3 separate regions of the Mus musculus genome follow, and all the other regions are linked to region 3. The links are chromatin contacts, called in public HiChIP or PLAC-seq and Micro-C maps. All regions are on one chromosome and are shown on one strand. The core of a region is the stretch at or near the end of the contact, and the rest is flanking DNA. Distances in the headings are between cores, read along the strand shown.

The links. Hi-C and Micro-C count contacts between places; a contact is called where the count stands out from the background. HiChIP or PLAC-seq counts read pairs in DNA pulled down with a chosen protein or histone mark.
Region 1: a contact with region 3 is called in an HNF4G HiChIP or PLAC-seq map of pancreatic cancer cells. The contact joins the enhancer-like site here to the promoter of Plekha5 in region 3. A contact is called at or near these places in 1 of 39 promoter capture datasets (the C10 cell line), 5 of 115 datasets of contacts at active chromatin or transcription factors (effector CD8 T cells, embryonic stem cells, intestinal villus epithelium and 1 more) and 3 of 9 other capture datasets (adipose tissue, liver and pancreatic islet).
Region 2: a contact with region 3 is called in a Micro-C map of embryonic stem cells, with 1.9 times the contacts expected there. The contact joins the enhancer-like site here to the promoter of Plekha5 in region 3. A contact is called at or near these places in 1 of 39 promoter capture datasets (the C10 cell line), 5 of 484 Hi-C or Micro-C datasets (CD4 T cells, brain, embryonic stem cells and 2 more), 2 of 115 datasets of contacts at active chromatin or transcription factors (effector CD8 T cells and embryonic stem cells) and 3 of 9 other capture datasets (adipose tissue, liver and pancreatic islet).

The regions. Positions count from the first base shown.
Region 1 is chr6:140,546,868-140,549,567 of GRCm38.p6, forward strand. The region is part of intron 11 of Plekha5 (pleckstrin homology domain containing, family A member 5); the gene reads left to right. Among named protein-coding and RNA genes, the nearest start is that of Aebp2, 75 kb to the right of the region's middle. Within about 2 kb of position 1,359, at least 128 of the 459 cell types and tissues checked have an H3K27ac peak or open chromatin away from gene starts, as enhancers often do. A contact at or near this core is called in effector CD8 T cells, intestinal villus epithelium, liver and 1 more, where this site is marked.
Region 2 is chr6:140,519,718-140,522,417 of GRCm38.p6, forward strand. The region is part of intron 3 of Plekha5 (pleckstrin homology domain containing, family A member 5); the gene reads left to right. Among named protein-coding and RNA genes, the nearest start is that of Plekha5, 97 kb to the left of the region's middle. Within about 2 kb of position 1,419, at least 17 of the 459 cell types and tissues checked have an H3K27ac peak or open chromatin away from gene starts, as enhancers often do. A contact at or near this core is called in embryonic stem cells, where this site is marked.
Region 3 is chr6:140,422,788-140,425,487 of GRCm38.p6, forward strand. Plekha5 (pleckstrin homology domain containing, family A member 5) reads left to right here and starts at 1,312. Exons shown (of 31, transcript NM_144920.3): 1 at 1,312-1,469; 2 at 1,590-1,669. The coding sequence starts at 1,378.

The sequences.
Region 1 (2,700 bases), core at 109-2,608, 120 kb after region 3:
CATTCAGACTGGAGGGTGGCCAAGTTGCTTCCTCTCTATTTAAATCTCAAATAAAACATTTTCTTCTTTAGTTTAAAAGTGTAGAGAGGGTAGCAGACATCGGGGACTTACGTTTTCCTGTGTGGTGTCAGTGAGGTTGAGCAGCCCCTGCACGGACTTTGTCCTTTTCTTCTGTGGGCAGCCTCCCGAAGGCTGGACTGATGGCTCGGACAAGGGTTCTGTCTGCAGGTTCACAGGTTCACAGTGTTGTCGTTCCCCTGGGTACTTGAAGTGTCACATTCTTTGCAGATGGCTCATGGCCTCTTTGAATCTTGGAAAAGTATCATGTACTGTTGTAAATCAACCTTCCCAAAAAACATTTGCAAACTTGTACTGGTAAAAAGAAGCATTGTAATCCATGAAATAACTGATTTCTTCTTCTTTATGAAAGGCTTGCTTTAATTACTGAGACCCTAGTAGGCAGCAGGGGTGGTTAACGTTGGTAGGTCCCTGTATTGAGAGGAACAGAGCTGCAGAGTGTCTGAGTAGCCGAGCCTTGATTGGCCCCAGGGCAGATCATAGGCAGCAGCTGCTGAGTGGGCTCCCTGTGCTTGCCTCTTATGCTTTCTGCTTCACACTAAATCACACTTGGCTGAATTTACATTTCGTTAGGACAGCAATCAATGGAATATTTTATACCTCTGAAAAGCAGGTCTCCTAAAGCTAGACCATGTATGAGACCACAAAAAAAATGAATTTACTTGTTAATAACCGTTTTTCTATTAGAAGTCCCCCAAAGTTTCAAAGAGGGCGGAACCTTTCAAACTCGTGTCCATAGCCAGGCTGATGGGAACACTGCGGGTAATAGCACAGGAGGGCGTGGCAGTTGGAGCAGATACAGCGGCTCACATGCCAGTGATGCTTCAGAGACTGACAAGTGCTGTCACTGCACATTGTGCTTTGCACTATTAGTCGTCTGGGGTATTTTAGTCTGGCGATTCATGTGCCTTCTCATGCTGATACAGTTCCATGGTGGCATTCTGTACTTCTGTACCTTCTTAAGGAAGGCATGGTGGTTAAGTTGAGATGGACACTCAAGTGCCAGAGTGGAGTCTTGGATGGAATCAACTTCCCCCGGCTGCCATACCTGAAGAGATGGGTGTGGGGCTGCCAGCTCTTCATTTGTGACCCTGATCTCTGTCTTTTGTCTTATCAAAGAGAGGAGGGAGGGAAGTCTAATTGGGGCCCGAGGGTTGCAACAGGAGAGAAAGCCACAACTGATTGAACTCTGGTCTAGTCACATGACACTGTGCCTCTCTCCACTCCCAGAGTTGGTTGCTCGATGATTGGCCTTAGGGGGTGGGGCCACTGACAGCATTGCAAGAGCCTGAAAGAGGAGCCAGAATGATGGAGGAGATGTTTACTCTTCAGGAGAGATGACTGAAGGGATCAGACTGTTTGAATAGTAATGAGTAATGTGACCTTAGGCTCTAGACAGCTTGGCAATAAGCTCTCTTGTAGTCTAGAAAGCACAGTGGCTAGAGAGGACTCGTGTGACTACCAGACAGTGGGGACACAAGGCACCCACAGCCTTTTGAGCTCACTGCTTCCTAAGCTCTCTGTCTTCCTTATGCTTACTTCTGTTTTTTATTTTCATTTTGGGTATGAATATCATGGGTGTTGGGCCTGGGGTTGGGGGTGCCCAAGAGGCCGAAAGCTGAGGTGGATGTGAGTCACCTCATGTGGATACTGGAAGAGCAGCAAGCATTCCGCTGCTGAGTCATCTCTCCAGCCCCTGATGGCTTTAGTTTCAATTAATTCATTATAATAGAGAAATAATTTCATGCACAGCACACATGTCTTTAGCAGATGTTTTTTAAAAGAAGGAATTTTTTTTTCATTTATATATAAATGTCTGGAAATTGTTACAAGTAGGCATTTTCATTCACAAACTCTTATTATGATGCCAGACATTAAAAGAATATGGATATGATAACCTGGGTAGCCTGGAGCTTGCTATGCAGACCGCACTGGCCTTGAACTCACAGAGATCCAACTGCCTGTATTCCCCCCGCCCAAGTCCTGGGGTTGCAGGTGTGCGTGCCTTCCTTCTCTGCCTTTCCCTCTGCATTGCAGTATTTTCCATAATCACAAAGAGAAGGTATATCCCTCCAAAAGAGAACTTCTCACTGAATAACAATAATATAATTTTACATACCAGTAAGAACTAACTAACTGTAGTGTATGTGCCTCATAGCCAAGTGTGCACCCAGTCGTTACATGTGGTCCCAGTCATATCTGTTGAAGGACTTTGGGGGTTTTGTTGTTGTTGTTGAAAGGTCCTGTCCAACCCAAGCTCCCTTAGACCTGCCGCATGCCTCCAGAGTGCACAGGTGCCACCACAGCTGCTGGAACAGTATTGACGCATTGCTGCCAGTCACAAGTCCGTGTCAGAGACTCTGCAAGAGCCAGAGATGGCTCAGCAGTTCAAAGTACTTGCTACTTCCCAGAAGACCCAGGTTCGATTCCCAGCACCATGTTGGGTGGCTCACAACTGCGTGTAACTGCAGGGGCAGTGGATTTGACTCTTCTGTCCTCCTTGTATGTGCTCCGGCACACACATAGCATTCACTCACACAGACGAACACACACACATATATATATATACAATAAAAAGACATCTTTGGCTTCTTATTTATCAGCCAAAGAATTAGATTATTA
Region 2 (2,700 bases), core at 169-2,668, 97 kb after region 3:
AGCCCACCTCAGAGTGCAGGCCCCGGTCCCTAGTGCAGCAAAGCAGCTGGGTTCCATGGCCCCTTCTGTCGCTGTGAGAGTCGGCACTAGTGATGTCTGTGCATCTTGCCGTGTGAGGAGCAAAATAAAGTCTTCACATGCAATGTCTCCCAGACATTGTTTTCTCAGTGTGGAGAGAAGGGTGCGAAGGGGTTAAGTCGTGCCTCCGGAGACTGCATGGCAGGTCACTGGTCCCCGAGGTTAAGCAGCACGTCTGGAAGTGCTTAGGACTGAGTTGCAAGTGGCACTTAGAACTGAATGTGGGGACAGGAAATGTATACTTCTCATGTTCTTAAACAATTACATCTTTGAATTGCTAACCCTGTGGTGGTTTTCCACATAACCAAGGCCTAAGAATTGGCTTTCTCTCAAGAGAATCTGGGTACTTCGGGTTTTCTTCTTTTTTGTTCCTAAAATATTGAGTTTAATTGTAGGCCCAGTTTCCTATGCTAGCGTATTTTTAGTTTGTAAATAAGTTGTTAAAACAGTCATTATGGCAGTCAGATTTCAAAATAATATTTTCCTTCTGTTTATTAAAATGAAAATAAATAGCTTACTATATAAAGCATTAGTGAATTTTCCATTTAGTAATAATAGAAACATTATTTTAAGTCAGTATAAAAGTCATCAATTTAATAACTAACAGGCATGTTTTTTAAAAGCTAATTAGATTTGATTGTCAATGATGGTAGTTACCGAATGACTTCTATGGACAAAACTCTCCCCAGCATCACATCAAGCCTTGTGCTGTCTTGTGTTGCAGCCGTGAGCTGTAAACTGAAATGGAAAAACACACGAGCTCTGGTACTCTTTTGGTTGAGTACATGTGTGCACAAGATGAGTTGCAAGCACACCTTTGAGCTGCTGGCTGCGGGTATCTTACCTTCCCGCGAAGCACAGCAGCTTCCGTGGTTCACAAGCCCCCTGCCTTCTGCTCTCAGGAATGTGGTAACTTGTGGATCAGGCCCTTGTAAAAGTCCAAGGCACATGGCTTTGTCACTCGGGCCAAACCTCACTGTGCAATCTGTTTCCTTACTCTGAATAAGATCCCTCTCTTTGCCTTGAGAGGACTCAGGTCATGTGGGCTCACATCGCAACTTAATAACAGAAATAAAATCTTTTGGACAGTTTTCTAAAAACATACTTTTCTCTTTTTTTACTTTTTCCATAGTGAGTATATTTCCAACTTTGTTGCCAGTTACATAAACCCCTGCCTAATAAGCTCACTTTGCTTAGGGGTCGTCTATCACTCCCGAAGACTACATTAGCTGTGATGGCAACATAAATGGAAAAATGAATTTGCTCTATATTAGTCACTGAAGTTAACCACATGCTCTAGTGTATATGCTGAATGTCCCTCAGGGGCCCACGTGTTAAAGACTTGGTCCCCAGAATGAGAGACAGGGCGGGCCTCTCAAACGGTGATTGTCATTGAGAACATGCTCACACAAAAGGACCCCATGGGACCCTGGCAGCCAGGGGAGTAGAGCTTGGGCAGCACTGTTCTCCCCACTATGTCCTGCCCAGAAGGCTCTGAGTATTAGAACCAATTGGTTAACTGAATCTTGAGAATTATGAGCAAGAATATTTTTCTCGCAAAACTAAAAAAAAAAAAAAAAGAATATTTTTCTCTTATTAATTCACAATCTCAGGAAGTTTGTTACAGCCACAGGAAACAGATGAGTACATCATGAATTTTTTTTCTAAATACGGAAAAAATCAAATGTTTCTACAGTGCTAAGAATAGCCAAAATTGTAGTTATTGGCCAAAATATTACAACATTTTTGAGACTATGCAGAAAATCTCAACAAATCTTATGCTCAGATTAAATCGTCTTCATGGACTTCCCAAAACTTTCCAAAGGGAGAAACTAGTGACGCTGCCGCCGCAGCCGACGCCTCCTCCTCCTCCTCCTCCTCCTCCTCCTCCTCTTCTTCTTCCTCCTCCTCTTCCTTCTGTATAAAACATGTAGTGTTTATAATCTGAGATAGCATGGGGTTTTCTTTACAATATATGAAGAAAGCAGGCTGTCAGCCTTCCCCTTCTGGATGCTGCAGTGCAGTCTCATTCATTTCTTTGTTTGTTTGTTTGTTTGTTTGTTTGTTTGTTTTCCTCCCTGTGGTTATGGGGACAGTCTTGAGGCTTGACTGTGTAGTCTATGTAGGCTTACGATACTACTGTTATTTTTGCCATTGTGAGGTAGGACCTCGGTCTGTTTGATTGACAGGACTGTGGAGAAGAACAGCTGTGGAGCATTAGCCAACCTGAAAAGTCAATGCCAAGGAAAAGTGCACTCTGAACTTACAGTCTGTGTGCATGATGCCGGGACACTGTGGCTAACTGGGCCTGAAAGGGTACCCAAGTAAACAGGACAAGATAAACAATAGAGATGGAGTCGTGGGGGTTGGACCTCAGACTTCATGAAGGCTAGATAAGCACTCTGCCTATCACTCAGACAACCGTCCCATAAAATTTTCTTTTAATATGAGAAATAGCCATTCCCCATACTTGATTCAGCAAATCATTATATATCTGCTATTCTTGGTTGATTTTTATACTCTAAAGCTCTGCACAGTGTGGGCCTCACTGGATAGCAGGATTTATAACTGTTTTCCGTGAAGCGTGAGGTTATCCCTTCAGTTCTTTTGGATTGTATCATT
Region 3 (2,700 bases), core at 62-2,561:
TGCAGTCTCCGTTTCACCAGAGACGTATGGCCTTGGGGAATCAGGAGATAGGAGGAAAAGCCAATGAAAATGCACGCTCATCAGGAGCTTTGGCCAAGGGCATTCACCCTCCCTGTGCCTTGGTTTCCTTAAAGGTTGAAAAGCATCATTTACTTATTTCAGTTACTTGGGAAGATGAATGAGAGAATGCCTCAGAAGCATCCAAACTGGTCAGGGAAAAAAAAAAAAAAGGTGCTTCGAGAATGCCAAGTTGTACTGTTATTATTGAACTGTGTTTCCTCTGGGATGAGTCATTTGCTGCAAAGCCATGGAGACAATTCCAAGAGTGATGATGAAGGACCAGGGGCAGTAAGGAGCAAGCATAGCGCTCTTTACTGGTGCAAGGGAGGTCTTACTAGCAGTGAACCCTTCCTTTGTTCAAAGGACAAGGGGGCCGGGGGTGCCAAGGCATTAAAAATACTATACAGCAACGTATTCATTCGAGTAGACTCTTGGAAATCTATAGGCGATTTGAATTCAGACTTTGCCATTTTTCACCATAACCCTGGGCACAATCACCTTTGTTCCTTTACGTTTCTTTGCCCCTCTCAGTGAAACGGAGACAATCATAGTTCGAAGGGATTTAAATGTCCACCACCCCAAGGACTCCGTAAAGTTAAGTTGCCCTTGTAATAAATGAGAGAGATTGGGAGCCTAGAAATTCACGTTGATAATCAAGTGCATCTTTTTTAAGAAAGGAAAAGGCAAGTTTTTATTTTCTAAACTATTATATGGCTCAGAAGCTTAGAAAGGAAAAAAAAAAAACCACCAGTAACAAAAAGACCTTAAGTCTGAATCAGTCCCATTTCAGTGGTCCGAGCTCACTCGCGGACCCTCCTTTATTTGGCACGCCACACACCAGAAAAGCCTTTCCCAAAAGCAGTTTTCCATTTCAACGCCCGGCGTCTCCCAGAGAAGCCCCGGGCTAGGCAGGCAGTAGCTGATTCAAAACCTCACAGGTTCGGAGCCCAGCCCTCCGGGCGGGCGCCGGCGGGACCCGACCCCGGAACCTTCGCGCGGCGCGGGCGGGGCACGGGGGAGGGCTTTGGCGGGGGCGCGGCGCCGCTTCGCCCAGCCTCCGAGCGAGCGAGCGAGCGAGCGCAGCGCGGGCCGGCGGCCGGCCGCGGAGGATGCCGAGGGGCGGCGACGCAGGCCGGACTCAGCCGGGGCGGCGGGGAGGGCGCCGCCCGAGGGGGTAGGGCGGCCGCGGGGGCGCGCTCGGGCCGGGCCGCGCGCCCTGCGCTCCTTTCGCTCGCTCGCTCGCTCGCTCGCTCGCGCCCTCCTTCCTCAGCGGCGGCGGCAGCACAAGGCGGCGGCGGCGGCGGCCGGGGAGCAGACATGGCGGCCGACCTGAACCTGGAGTGGATCTGCTCGCTGCCGCGCTCCTGGACGTACGGGATCACTAGGGGCGGCCGCGTCTTCTTCATCAAGTGAGCGGGCGGGGGAGGCGCCGCCGGGCGGCTGGGGGGAGCGGTGGGAGCGAGCGGGCCGGGGGCCCCCGTGGGTCGCCCCTCGCGCCGCTCAGCGCCTGTCCCTTCTCTTCCCTGCAGCGAGGAGGCCAAGAGCACCACCTGGCTACACCCGGTCACCGGCGAGGCCGTGGTCACCGGGCACCGGCGGCAGAGCACAGGTAGGGCCGGCCGGGGCTGCGGCTCCGGGCCACCTGGCGGGGTTGGAGGGGCTCCGGGCTCCGCGCGACTGAGTCCCGGGGCGCCTATTCTTCTCCGCCTTTTCATCAGCGCTTGGAGACGGCGCCCTCTTCCTGGCGCCCTGGTCCCCATCCTTTCCCGGACGCCCCCCGAGGATGGGCGACGCCCCTCTACCCCGGATCGCCCCCGTCTCCGCCTCCAGCACCCTTTAGGAAGTCCTCACCCGCTCCCCTTTGCTCCCCGCATCCCAGCACCCCTGCGGTGAGACGGTCCCGCATCCTCGCCCTGCTCCCCAGAGAACTGCTTTCTGCCAAGCAGCTTCCTCCTCCACCACCTCCTACTTCTCCTAAGTGGGACTGTGGGTAGGTGACTGATGGAAGAGTTAGGGGTGCTGCGGTGCCCCCCCACCATGTGATCCAAACACCGGTGAGTCCCCTCCTGCTACCCGAGTAGCCGCTGGAGTTAGGACGCTGGAGCGGGCGCCGCAGCCAGTGATCCCGGCTCAAAAGTCCCCGGTAGCCGCAGCCAAGCTCCACGTACCACCAGCAGGCGGTGGGCGAGCCAGGGCGGTCCCGCGTGGGGGGCCTTCGGGCCCCAGTTCCACGAGGAAATGCATCTCGGGTTGCTTTGATAGCTTTCTTGAATGTTTAGCATGAGTTGAGCTGGAGGAGGGCTTGTGGTGGTTTCAGTGCTGGTCTGGCTTTCTTTTGTCATTCTTTGTTTACATTCACCCAACTTGTTTGCCTGAAACGTAACGTGAGTTCTCATACTGGCCCGCCTCTATTCCGGGTGACTGCAAAGGCTTGAGAACAGTTGGGTCGAAGGTGAGGCCCAGTTCTGTCTCTCCCTCTGGGTACTTTTCTCGCCAGCTCCGAGGTTCTGAGGATCTCCTATTAAAGTTGCCAGAAGGGTGAACAAACCTGCCTTTTCTGCTAAACGCTGGAGTTCAGTGAAGTGACTAATAATGTGTCCAAATTTGCACAAGTGTGGAGGAGGAAAGGGAAGGCTGCTG